Linked DNA regions of Mus musculus: region 1 is linked to region 2. The links are chromatin contacts, called in public HiChIP or PLAC-seq maps. All regions are on one chromosome and are shown on one strand. Each heading gives the region's core, a stretch centred on a gene start, on an enhancer-like site or on the middle of the called end of the contact. The rest is flanking DNA. Distances are from core to core; before and after follow the strand shown. Region 1 overlaps Ppcdc (phosphopantothenoylcysteine decarboxylase). Region 2 overlaps Cspg4 (chondroitin sulfate proteoglycan 4).

Region 1 (6,776 bases), core at 732-3,231, 540 kb after region 2:
ATACCTCCAACAGACCTCCATCCTGTATACAATGACCCTGCCCAACAGCCTAAGTCTCCACACAGGCTCACAACTGAAGGACAGAGAAGCAATCCCAGGGGGACAGGAGGCCAGCTTCACTATTCACTGGAAAGCTAGGAACCAGACTGTTCACGCTCTACTCAGCAACAGTTCTACTTCTGGGTAGCAACAGTTCTACAACTAAACTCTGAGAATGAAAACATCCAGCACACTGTACCCTTCGTCATCCATTATCTCAAGAACCCTTACTGTAGCCCTATAAGGAAGGTATTGTCCCTTGTTCAGAGATGGGCAAGCTGCAGCTCCCTGAGAGATAAACAGTTGTCCAAGGTCACACAGATACAAACAGCGACCTATACAGCCATCCTTTTGACTGGGCAGCCTCACCATCTCCCAAAGCCAGACCATACCACCAGGTCACACACCAGAGCAGACCAGTTCAGACCTTCCCTCCCTGATTATTTCCAACTCAGAGTCTTGAGATTTTGAATTCTGAAGTCATGCAAGCTTGATATCAAACCATGGTTGAATGCTAGGTATGGTGACATGCGCCTGTAATATCAGCCCTCTGGAGCCTGAGACAAGAGAATCTCAAGTTCAGGGTCAGACTGGAATACATACCAGGACCCTGTCATTTTTATTTTATTTTATGAAAAATCTTGGGGCTGGCGAGATGGCTCAGCTGGTAAGAGCACTGACTGCTCTTCCAAAGGTCCGGAGTTCAATTCCCATCAACCACACAGTGGCTCACAACCACCCATAATGAGATCTGACGCCCTCTTCTGGTGCGACTGAAGTCAGCTACAGTGTACTTATCTATAATAATAAAGAAATCTTTGGGCTGGAGCGAGCAGGGACCGAGCCTGCCAAGGAACTACCCAAGCCAAGAAGGGCCAACCGGAGCAGGGTAGCCCAGAGTGAGCAGAGGTCCTAAAAATTCAATCCCAACAATCACACGAAGGCTCACAACCATCTGTACAGCTAGCTATAGTGTACCCACATACAATAAAACAAACAAATAAATGAAAATCATTTTAAAAAGAAAGGAAAAAGTTGGGCACTGTAGCATACTCCTTTGATCCTAGCCCTAGGGAGGCAGAGGCATACACAGCTCTCCCAGTTTGAAGCCAGCCTGGTTTACATAGCAACTTCTAGGCCACCAAAGGCTACATAGATCCTGTTTCAAAATAAAATAAAATAATTTTTTAATTAAAAAGACTGTGAATGTTTTTAATGGTGGTGTGGTATAGTAGTAGTTTTTTGAGGCACAATCTCACGTAGCCCAGGTTGGCCTCTGAACTGACAATGTGACAGAAGACCTTCTACTCTTGGTCCCCTGCTTTCCTAAGAGCTGATGTCAGCGGTGGGTACCCCCAGGTCCCAGCAAAAATGCAAAAGCTTTCAACATTCTCAGCTGAGAGCCTGGTACTAAGTACGGGTCCCACAGCTAGGGTTCCTGCATTACCCCAGGCCCAGGCTTGGGAGGCCACAGACTGCTCCTGAAGAAACGGGTTTCCTGTGCTCTGACTTCAGCAGCCACCTCCTCCTGAGAGCTCCCGGGGATACAGCAACTATGACACCCCTGCTCAGAAAGAGTCCCGAGTCCCGAGTGCCCCTGCCCCCTCCTGGGACAGCAAACAGTCTGGAATCTGGTTGCTTGCCTCGTCCCAGGCATCAACATTGGTCTCCCACCAGCTCCTCTCAAGAAGACAAGCTGGCTGTGGGTGGACACCTTCAGTCACATTTCTTCTTGGCTCTGTGCTACCTGCTGCTTTGACAGAGTCATAAGCAAACCTAGAAAGGACCCTTGATGAGTGGTGTAGGAACGGGGTGGGGCTGGGCTCTAAGAACCCTCAAAACAGAGCATGCTGACCACAGCAAACTCCAACCTGTCTGCCCTCGGCAGGGCTACTTCCCAACTGTCTGACTCGCAGCTCAGTGTTTCCTGGACAAACCACAGCTCCTCTGAAGCAACTAGCAGTAGGAAGGGAAGAGGACACTGCCGCTCCAGCCAAGTGGCTGGCAGCATGCTGGGTGCCTCAGCCTTGGCCCTGGGAATCTGCTCAGGCATGGCAGACGGCTGGATCCCAGTCCAGAGACTAGCGTCAGACTGGCAACCTGGGGCATCGACTCCTCTTTCTGGACCTGACAACTTAGCACAGAAGCCAGGCCAGAACAGACGGAGACAGCCATCCCCAGGCATAGGGCCTGGAGAGCAGGACTGAGAACATCTAGCAGGCTCCTCTCCAGCATCCTTCCAATGCTGGAGACAACTGCCTGCAAAGAGGGAGCAGGCTGAGCATCCTTCAGGTCTCTAAGAAGATACTGAGGAGGAGGTGGCCACACCACCTAGAGTGCCAACAGCTCAAACCGTAACACCAGGGATTGTGTCAGACATCTGTCTTCAAGGGAAACTGAGGCAAATGCTTAGTTTGGGGAACATGTTCCACTGTCCAGCCAATTCTGAAGAAGAAAACCTCAAAAACAGAGGTGTAGCAAGCAGCCTGGAAGAAAAAAAAGCCAGGCCCTCAGGCCATGCCTGCAATCCCACCTGGGGAAGGAAGAGAGAGGGGATCAGGATTTCCAGGCCAGTTGGTCTACATGACATTATATTTGTTTTACATGTCTTGACCACATATATGTCTGTGTATCACAAGTGTGCCTGGTGCCCACCAAGGCCAAAAGAAGATGCCAGATCTCGAGACTGATGTTACAGACAGTTGTGAACCTCCACGTGGGTACTAGGAATCAAACCCCAGTCCTCTGAAAGAGCACCCAGTGCTCTTAACCTCTGAGCCATCTCTCCAACTCAGCTCAAGACTGTTTCTAATGGGGGAGGAGCAGCGCATATAACAGCAATAACAATAACATCAACAACAAGGGGGGTGGCCTGCATCTTCAGAGGGAAGGAGGAAGCCTAAGAAAGTGGCTGGGGTTCAGCTCTGAGGTTGGAGTGTTTTATCACATCAGCTGCTGCTAACCTCCCAATGGGAGCGCAGCAGGGTGCACGGCTGAGTACCCCCTCTCCAGTTTCTACTAGGCAGTGACAACCATGCTATACCCAGCTCTGCTTCCCTGTCCTTCCCAGTCTGCTCCTGGCCACAGCATCAGGGAGGGTGTTCCTCCCATCCTATATTCTTAGTCTAACAATGCTTGGGTCACCAGCAGCTTCCCAGAAGAGCGCCTCATAAGCAAATAAGGATACTAGTGTCCGCCTTTCTTTTACACACCATCCTGGGAAATGAGTGAGCCTGGGGTTTCCCACTCACTACACAAGCACTCTGCCACAAGCACTCTGCTCCAGCCCTCTTTACTTTCTTTAGAGATTCATTCTGTAGCCCACCAGGCCTTGAGATTTTGATCCTCCTGCCTCAGCCTCTCAAGTTGCCAGGATTACAGGCTTATGCCACAGGGCCCAGATGAAGGGCCCCCATCATATGTGATATCCTAAAGTTCTTGATGCATCTTCAATATTTATTTCTTCAGCATTTTCAACTCTAAAACTGAGCTGAGTAACACACACCAGTAATGCCAGCATTCAGAAGGCAGAGGCAGGAGGACTGCCAAAAGTCTGACACAAGCCTACACACAAGCACACACAAACACAAACATAAATTCAAAAACAAAAAATATTTATGAGAGAGAATTACTTCCTACCACATACAAGCAGTATTATTAAAGGTCTACTTAGTGCCTAGCACCAAGCAGGCTCCAAAGACTAATGGGCTCACCTGAGCCTACAGTGCTCAGCATGGAAATTTCCCCTGTCTGCATGGTGATCACAACCCTCTCTCCAGAGCCAGCACTCCCCGTGTCCCCAGTAGAAGTCTCCAGAACATGAGAGGTGAAAGGTCAAGAAACAGAGGGAGAGGTGACCAAAGACCTTCCCAGGATTATCACAGAAACGAAGACAGATGCTCTTGAAGGGAGCAGCTCCCAGGAGGTCTCAGAGGCCTAAGCCAATCTGGCAATCACTTCTCACCCAGTTTTCCCCTCTCGTTCTCCCCAAGCTTTCCCTGATAATGTGAAAACTGGGTCTTAGCTTTGGGGTGTTTCTAGATGCCGGTGGGAAGGAGGACCTGACGGGGAAGCAGTAAAGGCAGGGAATTCAATGGAGGTGCATGCAGAGGGAGACCTGTGAGGAAGGATGATGGAAGAGCAGAGGGCTGAGGGCGGGGCGCCTGGCTGACCACTGTGGGCAGGAGAAGGTAGACACGCCCAGATACCAGCAGCAAGGCCAGATGGTCCACTGGACCCAGATTTTCAACCTTCTTGCTAAAGAGACAGGAGCAGAGGGGGCTCAACAGACCTGCACCCATAATAACAGGGGCGCTGCTCGATAGACCTGCATCTCACAGTGACAGGGGGGCTGCTCAATAGACCTGCATCCTATAGTAACAGGGGAGCTACTCGATAGACCCGAATCTCATGGTGACGGGGGTGGGGGCTGCTCGATAGACCTGCATCTCATAGTGACAGGGAGGCTGCTCGACAACCTGTACCCATAGTGACAGGGGGGATGCTCGACAACCTGCTCCCATAGTAACAGACTTCCTTGTACAGTGAAACCTGCAGTTCAGCAGACTGGGAACAAGGCTGGAGAGAACAGACACCAGGAATCACTCACAAGCAAATTGTCACAGATGCCACTGGCCACCTTCCCCAGAGTGTTGGCATCGAGGGGAGCCACTAGCATGAGGTCAGCCCACCTCCGCAGGTCAATGTGGAGAACCGGGTCAGAACGGCGCTTCCACATCTGCCAGAGAAAAGAAATGGGGTCACCAATCCAGTCCCTCTCAGTATGTGCATGAGGAGGGGATGGTGGTCACATACACAGGCTGGGTACAGTGAGCTAAAAAGCCAAGGAAACCAGCTCCATTTCCCTCGGACTTCCACCTAGCCCCTCTCACAGCAAAGCTGGCGAGCACCGGCCACGGAGCCAGCAGCTTGACAGAAAGCAGGCCTGAGGAAACAAACGCTCCTTGTCTCTCTCAGCGTATTCCCTTTATGGTTTGGTTTTCAGGAGAACTGACATCTGGCAGGGAACTCCTGGCCTGTCTGCTTGAGGCGGATGCTTGGGTTGTCCAAGCCAGTAGAAGAACTCTGGGGCGGTGAGAAATGGAGAGGGAGGGGGAGGGGGAGAAGGGCAGCCCAGCCAGAAATGTTTTAAACGTCCTGGCAGGACAGCCCTATGAGGCCCACACTCCGTGCCTGGCAACTCCACTGGTGCCCACCCCACCGCAGGAGGGCAGAGGCACGGCCAGCGGCCGTGGGAAGTGAGGCACTCTGGATGCTGAGGGCCACGTGGATGGGGGTGGTGGGAACAGAGCGCCTCTGTGGTTTCATCAGCCCAGATAAGTACAAGGACACAACCCAGGGCACTGGGCCAAAGCTGAGCTCTGCCTAAGGAAGGCGGTACCACAGGCCTCCCGCAGGCCAGGAGCTAGACAGATGTTTTCCTCATCGCCTCTACCCAGATGGCCCTGACCACCGACTTGAGCCCAGGCTGTGTGCTCCAGCAGCCAGGGCCATAGGCTGCAGGGAAGACAGCTCTGTCCTGCTGGAAGAAAAGCAATGGGCCCACACTGACCTCCCATTCATCAGCGTCACTGTAGAGGGTGACGGGGACATCCTGAGGGCTGTAGAAATGTTTGGCTCTCTCTGTTGTTACCACTGTGACTTCCAGCTGTCACCAAGAAAGTGGAGAGAAGGGAGAAGAAATGGAAACATTACTAGACCTACAGGCGGAAAGGCCACATGAGGGCCAGTACAGGCAGAAGGCAGATGCTCTCCTCACAGCCTGGCGCTGACCAGGACTTCCCCTTAGCAATGAACCTCATGTTTACACAGCTACTTCCGCTGTCACTCAAAGGCCAGGCCCTGCCAGGTGCACACATCTCACTTCCCTGTTCAAGGGGCTGCTGAGAGATGAGTCACCTCCGGCCTCGGGTATATAACCAGCGGCTCTTGACTCTCTGCAGTTGAGGCCGGAGGCAGTGGCAGCAGAGAATGGAAGGGAACTCAAGCCTACTGTAGGCAGCGGGGGTGTGTGGGGGTGGGTGGGGGGGTGGGTGACCAAGGAGACTCACAGGGCCAAGTCGTGGGCCCTACGGTGCCACAATCCATGTTCCATTGAGACAGCAGAGTCCCCTCACCTACTTTCAGAAACAAGGTCTGGTGTGGGAAGGGGCCTCAGGCTGCAGACAGGCTCTGGGAAAATAAAATCTGTGCCCTCGTTGGGGAGAATGAGTGTCTTCACCCTGTCAATCACTGGAAAAGTATTGACGCAAATGAGGGGGCTGTTTAACCTGTGTTAAAGCACTGACTCAGGGAAGGACATTCATCAAGGAGGAAGGCCAGTCAAGGGTGACAGAAAGAATCATTTGACAGCCATGGCTGTGGGCAAAGGCCACAGTGTCTGACCATGGGCCGTCACGTAGCCTAGACAGCTGTAAGAAGTTTTAATGAATGTATAAATTGGAAGATCTCAGAAAGGAAATTCAGTATCCTGGCCGCTGGAGAAACCCTGACAGCTCCAATTCTGCTGCATCCACTTGGCTGCCTGATAAGAACTTGGTGATTCAGGTCGAGGGAGCCTCTCTGCACATAGCCAGGTCACCAGCCCTTCCCTTGGCTGTTTCTCCCCTACACAGAGTGGGGTGGGGTGGGGTGGGGGGACCATGCTCTGCACAGCTCTTTTTTTTTTTTTTTTAAAGATTTATTTATTTATTATATGTAAGTACACTGTAGCTGTC
Region 2 (6,999 bases), core at 3,891-6,390:
GTGGAGACAGACGAACCTTGTTCATGCGCTGTGCGTGCTGCCCCGGAACTCTGAGGCAGGGCAGAGGCCAGGGCCTTAGCCCAGCCCACCCAGACTCTAGAAAAGCTTCCCCAGAACCAAAGATAACTAAGCTCCCCCCTCCCAATGCCCACATGCCCAGGCAGGACAAGAAGGGCCTTTTAGCAGAGCCTGCCTAGGCAAGGGCTGTGGGGGGAGGGTGAGCCATGCCAGGTGGGCTAGGCTGCTGTTTGCTGGAACTAGGAGGGGAGGGGGCCACAGGGAAGGGATTGGGCATGTGTGGCGCTCACGCAGGAAGTGTATAGGCTGTCTGGGAACTGGGCGTGCTGCCCAGGATGGGGTAGGGGAGGGGGAACTTGGATATCCCTGACGTTCATGCTCACTTGTTCGCTGGTACACAGATGGGGCTCACACATGAGGACTCACAGGCTCAGGCCATGGTGCTATCCAGCTGTTCTCAGAGACCTTAACAGAGGCAGGAAGGGCAGGAGTAGCTGCTGTCTCGTCTCCAGCCCTCCACCTGACAGACTTGGGCTTGGGTAGTGCCTTGGGGTTCATGGGGGTGCTGGCCAGAGCTGTACTTCCTGGTCAGGACCAGGAGCAGATGAACTAGGGGCCTGTAGGCTGGAGTTTAAGCCTGCTTCCTCTGCTCTTGTTTTACCGACTCCCCTACAGCAGCCGGCCAGGTCCAGCACCCCTCCAGCATGCCCTCTGCCCCAGCCTATGTCAACTCTACAAAGCTTTCTAGAGATAAAACTCTTGTTCTAAGTACAGATGGAGTGGGTCTGGGTACACAGAATTGCCTTCATTGCTGAATCTGCAAGGAATCTTGGAATTAACTGGATTAGCATCAATAGTTACGTGCTTAGATCCTTTCTAGGGCAGCCTCCCCTTGCTCTCTGGCCTCCAGGAGAATCCAAACCTCCTAGCAGGAAGAGGGTCAAGCCAGTTCATGTCTCAGTCTGAGAATTTGCCTCCAGAGCTAGCCATGGTGGGTGCTAGGGTACACAGCAGGAAATGGCCCCGTTTTACAGAAGAGGAAACTGGGCTCAGAGAAAAATAAGGACCTCCATCCCACCCCTCCGTGCCCCACCACCACCACCACCAATCACTCCAGGCATTCTCACTCATCCCAATAGAGTGGCCACCCCAGATCAGGCCATCAGAGTGGAGGCACACACCAGTGACCTCACACACACTCCCAAAGAGAGATATCTCTAGAGAAGTCCAGGTCTCTGTCGCTGTCCCTCCAGCAACTGCCTCCATTTTCCCATGCTCTCCTGCCTCATAGCAGAAGCAAATCTTCCATTAAAAACCTCCAGCTAGAGGAAAAAAAAAAAAAAAAAAAAAAAAAAGGAAGCCACACATTTGTCTCTGATATGCGGGTTGTAGCCTGCGGCTGTTGTCAAGGTGGCTCGGTGGTGTGGATTATCCACGTTCTGGAAGTAGTGTGGGCGGGCCTGGCCCGGAGCAGTGCCTGTCTTGTTGACCATCTCTTCTCACTCAGTGCCTACCCACGCCTGCCGACTCGAAGCCTGTGGAGGAGCCAGCTCTGCCAACTCTGGTGTGCATTAACCAGGCTGCCAGCCATGGCTCATGCTTACTTAAGTGTTTCGGTCCGTCCCCTCCCCCGCTGCCTCCACAGACCTCACAGCAGAAATCCTGACTCCAGACCAACCCCAATCCCTTCATCACAGGAGGACTGAAGACACTGCTAGCCAGGAGTCACATAGTGCTTCTTTAGAGGACCGGTGGGCTAGGCCTCCCTGCTCTTTGTCCTTCTTCCTGACCTCACCCATAGGACCAGCAGACCCTGGTGTCTCACCTCCTTTCTCATCGCTCTCCACCATATAGCTGAGCACAGGGTTTGTCCACTGGGGGCTGACCGGGAATTTTGCACCCAGGGATTTTGCACCCAGGGATCACACACCAGCCTACCCAGAAGTATATGATCCTGAAAATATGCGATGCCTATCTCACCCAGTGCACGTACCATAGCAGCTTCCTGCACAAATGTTCATAGGTTGAGTTTTATCTGTTTTTTGCCAGGAGTGATGGCACATTCCTATAAACCCTGTACTCTAGAGGAAGAAGCAAGACTGAAAGTTCATGGCCAGCCTAGGCTACATAGCAAGACCCTGTCTCAAAATAGTGATGATTGATGGTGATGATGATGATGAAAAACACGGTTGGGGGAAGATGTAGCTTAGTTGGTAGAGTGCTTGTCTAGCATGCATGGAAGCTGAGTTCGGGCCCCAGCCCCACTGCATGAACTGAGTGTGAGAGCATGCACCTGTTATCCCGGGACTCGGAGGTAGAAGCAGGAGGACCTGGAGTCCAAGGTCATTCTTGGCTAAATAGTGAGTCTAAGACCCTTAGACGTTCTTGGCTCAATCGTGGGATCCTGTGTCAAACAAAGCAAAACAATAAAAATATACTGTCTTAATAGAGGATCTTGTGGCAGAGAAAGAGAATGAGATTGACTAAGATTGCTTCCTAGCTTTCAAAGAATCCCACACAAGGCTGACTGCAGGGTTTCCTGTAAAGTGTCCTTCTCCAGACACTTCAGCAGGGAGCCTGAAGGCAGACAGCAGCCCCTGAACCCAGCCTCCACACACCCAGACTCAGGTTTCTCCTGCCGAGACTCCCACTCGGCTACTCCTACCATCAAATAGAACATTGCTGACCATCCAAGTGAGAAGAAGCCTCACTCTCTCGTGGCCACACTCACCAGCACAGCACTACTCTGCTGTGCCCTCCTCTCCCGTGGTCAACATGAGTCACGTCCTAATGTCTGGCCATTAGTTAACGTCTGCTGTCATCAGCCTTTCTGCCGGGGCCGCTGTCTCCTGAGTATGGTTAGATACTCAGATAAAAATCCCCCTGTCTCCTGAGTATGGTTAGACACTCAGCAGGTGTGCATGCGTGAATATGTGTGTGCTCACGTGGACACACACAGACACAGCACATTGTTCAGTGGGCTCTGACCAAGACCATGTCCAGCCTGCAAGCCAGCAGCCCTAGGGGAAGCCCCCAATTCAAGACACATACCCTGGCCAGGAAAGGGCCTCTGGCTAAGTCTCGGCCAATCTGCTCTCTGGGGAGCAGAGGAGACTGGGGAGAGGAGCCCAACTTCCGTTCCCACCTAAGAGCAAACCCTTCCCCGCCCACATTTCAGGAGGGGCAGCTATAAATATCAATGGGCCCAGGATGCTGATTCCCACGACATCAGCTCCTCCCTGCCCCCCTTCTCTAGTGCACTGGGGCCAAGAATCTCTGCTGCAGCTGGGGCAAGGCAGGCTTGTGCCCCCCCCCACTTCCTGGCGGAGGGAGAACAAATCACCATTTTGGGGAGTCTCTGGGTTATGGCTGAGCATCTTTCCAATTCTCATTTTGACTCAGCCCCCACCTTTCCTGCTCTTAGGCCTCGGTTCCTCAGAGACCTTCTATGGGGAGGCAGGAGGCTAGACACAGCCATTACAAACATGGTGTTAGAGCGTTAGTTTGGGATTAGGTCCCAGCCCTTGTGCGAAGACCTTGGCTTGGCCCACTCTGAGCCTCCAGTTAGCCCTTTATACAACAGGAAAGAATAAGCCCTACCTCTCATATGAGTTGAAGACAACGAAGCCAGACCGTGGCCTGGAAATAAATCTCTGCCAGGTCTCTGTGCCTGAGGTTACTGTAGTTCTGTTCCTGCTGTCTTTCTGTGGTGGGTGGCTCAGCAGTGGGGGGTGATCCTGTTTAGGAAAGGTTCCAAGGCAAGGACTCTGGAAGGGCTCTCAGTCACCCACCACAACCCCAGCCCAGGAGCCTTTACAAAGTGGATGCAGGGTTCTGCATCTGTCCCACTTGAGGGCTGAGGTCTCACCTTGTTGGGACCTCACTGACAGAGCAGAAAGTCCCTCCTGGGTACCCAGAACCCACTACCCAATAGCAGACAGCCCTGCACAAGGCACATGAGCTGATATGCAGCTGAAACCCAGTCAGAGGATGCTAAGTGAGTAACCAGAGGGTAGGCAGACTCTGTCCCCAAAGCAAGTGACCGGGAAGGAAAAAATGGGCCCCCAGTATGGTTTATGAGTAAGGGAACCCAGAAACCTGTTTTTTTCTTGTCCTCTGCCAACTCCAACTTCTCTTGGTCCCCTCTCCAATTCTGACCAGAGCCCAGTGACATTGACATAAAGTACTCCAGAGTACTATGGCCCACAGTCACCACTGTAATCAGCAGTAGTGGCAGCACAAGGGGCAGAAATTCAGGCTGAGTGAAGTTGAAAGATGTCTCGGGGATGCTGGTGACAGCGATGTCCATGTGAGTTCAGTGAGGACATGTGAGGTGACTTTCCAGAGATGGCTACAGGGTGAGAAGCTTGGCCTTGTAACTCTAGAGGCATCCTTGGGATGATGGACTGTCCAGAGCCTAAGTTCTCTGTGTGGACACCTTTGCCTTCACCCCAGAGCATTCTGGGAAGGGCCCAGCCTTCTCCCCGGATATTCTAATGAACTCCAGGTGCCTGCCTCTGGCTGTTTCTGTCTCCAGGCATCTGGGGTTCATGTGCTTCTGATCTCCCATCTGTAACCCAGCTGAGCCCTTCTAGAAGTAGGTAGGGGCTGAGATGGTGGCTTCTCCCTCCACTTAGTAACAATCAACGGATAGGGAACTTGTATCCATGCTTACTACATGACAAGGTTGAGATTTCTGACCATGCTGTGTGGCCTTCAACAGACATCTGTCCCCCTCTGTGCCTCTGCATGAAAACTTTAATCTCCCAAATCATCTCTAAAACTCTGAGTCCAAGCTCTTAAGAATGGGACAGGGTCTCAGCTTCTAGCTAGCTGCTTGTCCTGAGTTGTACAGTAGGCTGGAGTAGACCTTCCTCGGGGCTTAAGGGCATTGGTTAGCCAGTGTTCCTGGGCATTGGGAAACTACTTTTCAAAGTTGGCCCCAGACCCTGGGGCTCTCCCAGGATGAGAGTTTTCCCCCACCCCCAGTTCCGATCTTCTACCCCCTAGCTTGGCTCCACCCTGCCAAAAATAAACTCAGACCACCCCATTTTATCCCAGCCAGACCCACCCAGCCCTTCCAGAGCCAGTTGAGTCACTGCTTGGGACTGCTCCTTTTTTAACTGTCTGAGTCACCAGTGTGGCTATGGCTTTGTGACACATGCCCAGGCTACAGTCAGCCCATAGCTCCTAAAAGCACAACAGTGGCAGCATCTGCATAGTGAGTAGCAGCAGGTGGATTTAGCTTGTAAGCTCTCAGGACTAGGAAGCTCACTCCCTTAGTAAGCCAAAGGGGAGCTGACCCCAAAGACCCTGCCTTGCCTGTAGCATTCCATTGCACCCCACCAGAGCTAAGCTTGTACTGCAGGAGTGCCAGAATGAGAGGGGTCTCCAAGCCCACCTGTAGCATTCTATTGCACCCCACCAGAGCTAAGCTTGTACTGCAGGAGTGCCAGAATGAGAGGGATCTCCAAGCCCGGTGTCTAGGGGTGAATGGGAAGGTCACAGAGACGCCTATTATTGCCCTTGCCTATTTGGTTCCAGCCCAGGCCCCACACTCTGCCCCGAGTGCTCTTTAGACTCACTATTGGCAGGGTTGCCCACTTCTGGCTTCCTCTGTTGCTCCTGCCTAACTCTGCTTACAGATCCATGGGTGCAGCCTCCCCATCTCTCTCGCAGACCCTTTTCTGTCCCATCTCTGTCTCTCCATCTCGACCATCCCTGTCCCTGGCTGTCTGTCTTCCTTTCTCTGTATCTGTGGCTCCTCTGTCTCTCCTTCTTGCATTGCTGGCTCTTCATTTTTGCCTCTCCCAGCTCTGGTCCTGTTCTTTCTCTGTGTCATCCTTTACCCAGTTTGGGTGACAGTCTGAAGTATGCACTCTGCAGCTGGCACCCCCAAGGCCCTCGTCTGTCTTCTCGGTAGACAAAATAGACCCACAACCACCTATCCCAACATGAGAGTCTGGGCCCCAGGGACCAATAATCCCGAGAGAAATTTTCCATCCTCCTCACCCAGGCCCCGTCCCCTACCCCAAAGCATAGGCTGCATCCTGTCTCAGGGAATGTCAGGATCCCACAGGCACTTCCTTAGAGCTTGGGGGTGGAGAGGGGGCCTGGGAATGGCCCCTCCTCGGGTCCTGCTGGAGCAGAAGCCTGCACAACTTCAAACCCCATTCTCCATCTGTGGTTATGCATCCAGCTATAAATAGGGGCTCAGAGTCTATTTTCTTTAAAAACAAGCATCAGACTGGGTGACCATGGCCATAAAAGCAACCCTTGGCTGGAGCAGGCTCCCACTCCTCCTCAGTCACTGTGGCCAGGCGCCTTAGATGGTTAGCAGGGCTAGAAAGGGGGTGGGGGTGACGACACAGAAGAGGCAGTCTCCAAGGTGCTACCTGGACCGGCTAGGGGACGCCCTTTACACACCCCTCCCCATCTCTCTCCATCACACAAGGTCAGTCTAATGCCTGAGACTCACAGTGTCAACACAGAGAGGTGGTACAGGTCCCCAAGCCACAGTTGATTATCTGCACCCTAAATAAAACGAAGGTGCCTTGGCTATGAGACAGGGTGAGGGAGCATAAGACCTGTCCTCAGAGAGAGGGACGAAAAGAGCTGGATCCAAAACAAGGTGTAGGTATCACCTAGATTTGGGCAGAAAATCCCAAGGTCCAGCAAGGCTGGGACCTAGAACGATCAGGGTCGATGAGGGGGAAGGCTGTGGATAGGAGCAAGGTCACCTAGGACCTTCCACATCATGCTTGGGGTTTGGAGCCTGATCATGGGGTGGAGAGCCACCCAAAGCTTCCAGGCCAGGGAGGATGCTGTGCAAATCGGTTTAACTGTGGCTACTCCTTGTAGGGGAAGGCAGGAAGTTAACTAAGACAGGCATAGGATAGTGGTGATCTGACTTGTGGGACGACACAGTGGGAAGGGAGATTAATTTAAGGGAGAACTTAGAGGCAGGATAGATGAAAATGG

What was found. HiChIP or PLAC-seq counts read pairs in DNA pulled down with a chosen protein or histone mark.
Region 1: a contact with region 2 is called in a FOXA1 HiChIP or PLAC-seq map of pancreatic cancer cells. The contact joins two enhancer-like sites. A contact is called at or near these places in 1 of 39 promoter capture datasets (embryonic stem cells), 1 of 484 Hi-C or Micro-C datasets (embryonic stem cells), 3 of 115 datasets of contacts at active chromatin or transcription factors (embryonic basal ganglia, epiblast stem cells and pancreatic cancer cells) and 1 of 9 other capture datasets (embryonic stem cells).

What each region holds. Positions count from the first base shown.
Region 1 is chr9:57,415,515-57,422,290 of GRCm38.p6, forward strand. It overlaps Ppcdc (phosphopantothenoylcysteine decarboxylase), which reads right to left. Exons shown (of 7, transcript NM_176831.5): 4 at 5,612-5,707; 5 at 4,649-4,777. Among named protein-coding and RNA genes, the nearest start is that of Ppcdc, 21 kb to the right of the region's middle. Within about 2 kb of position 1,982, at least 30 of the 459 cell types and tissues checked have an H3K27ac peak or open chromatin away from gene starts, as enhancers often do. A contact at or near this core is called in pancreatic cancer cells, where this site is marked.
Region 2 is chr9:56,868,166-56,875,164 of GRCm38.p6, forward strand. The region is part of intron 1 of Cspg4 (chondroitin sulfate proteoglycan 4); the gene reads left to right. Among named protein-coding and RNA genes, the nearest start is that of Cspg4, 6.6 kb to the left of the region's middle. Within about 2 kb of position 5,141, at least 61 of the 459 cell types and tissues checked have an H3K27ac peak or open chromatin away from gene starts, as enhancers often do. A contact at or near this core is called in pancreatic cancer cells, where this site is marked.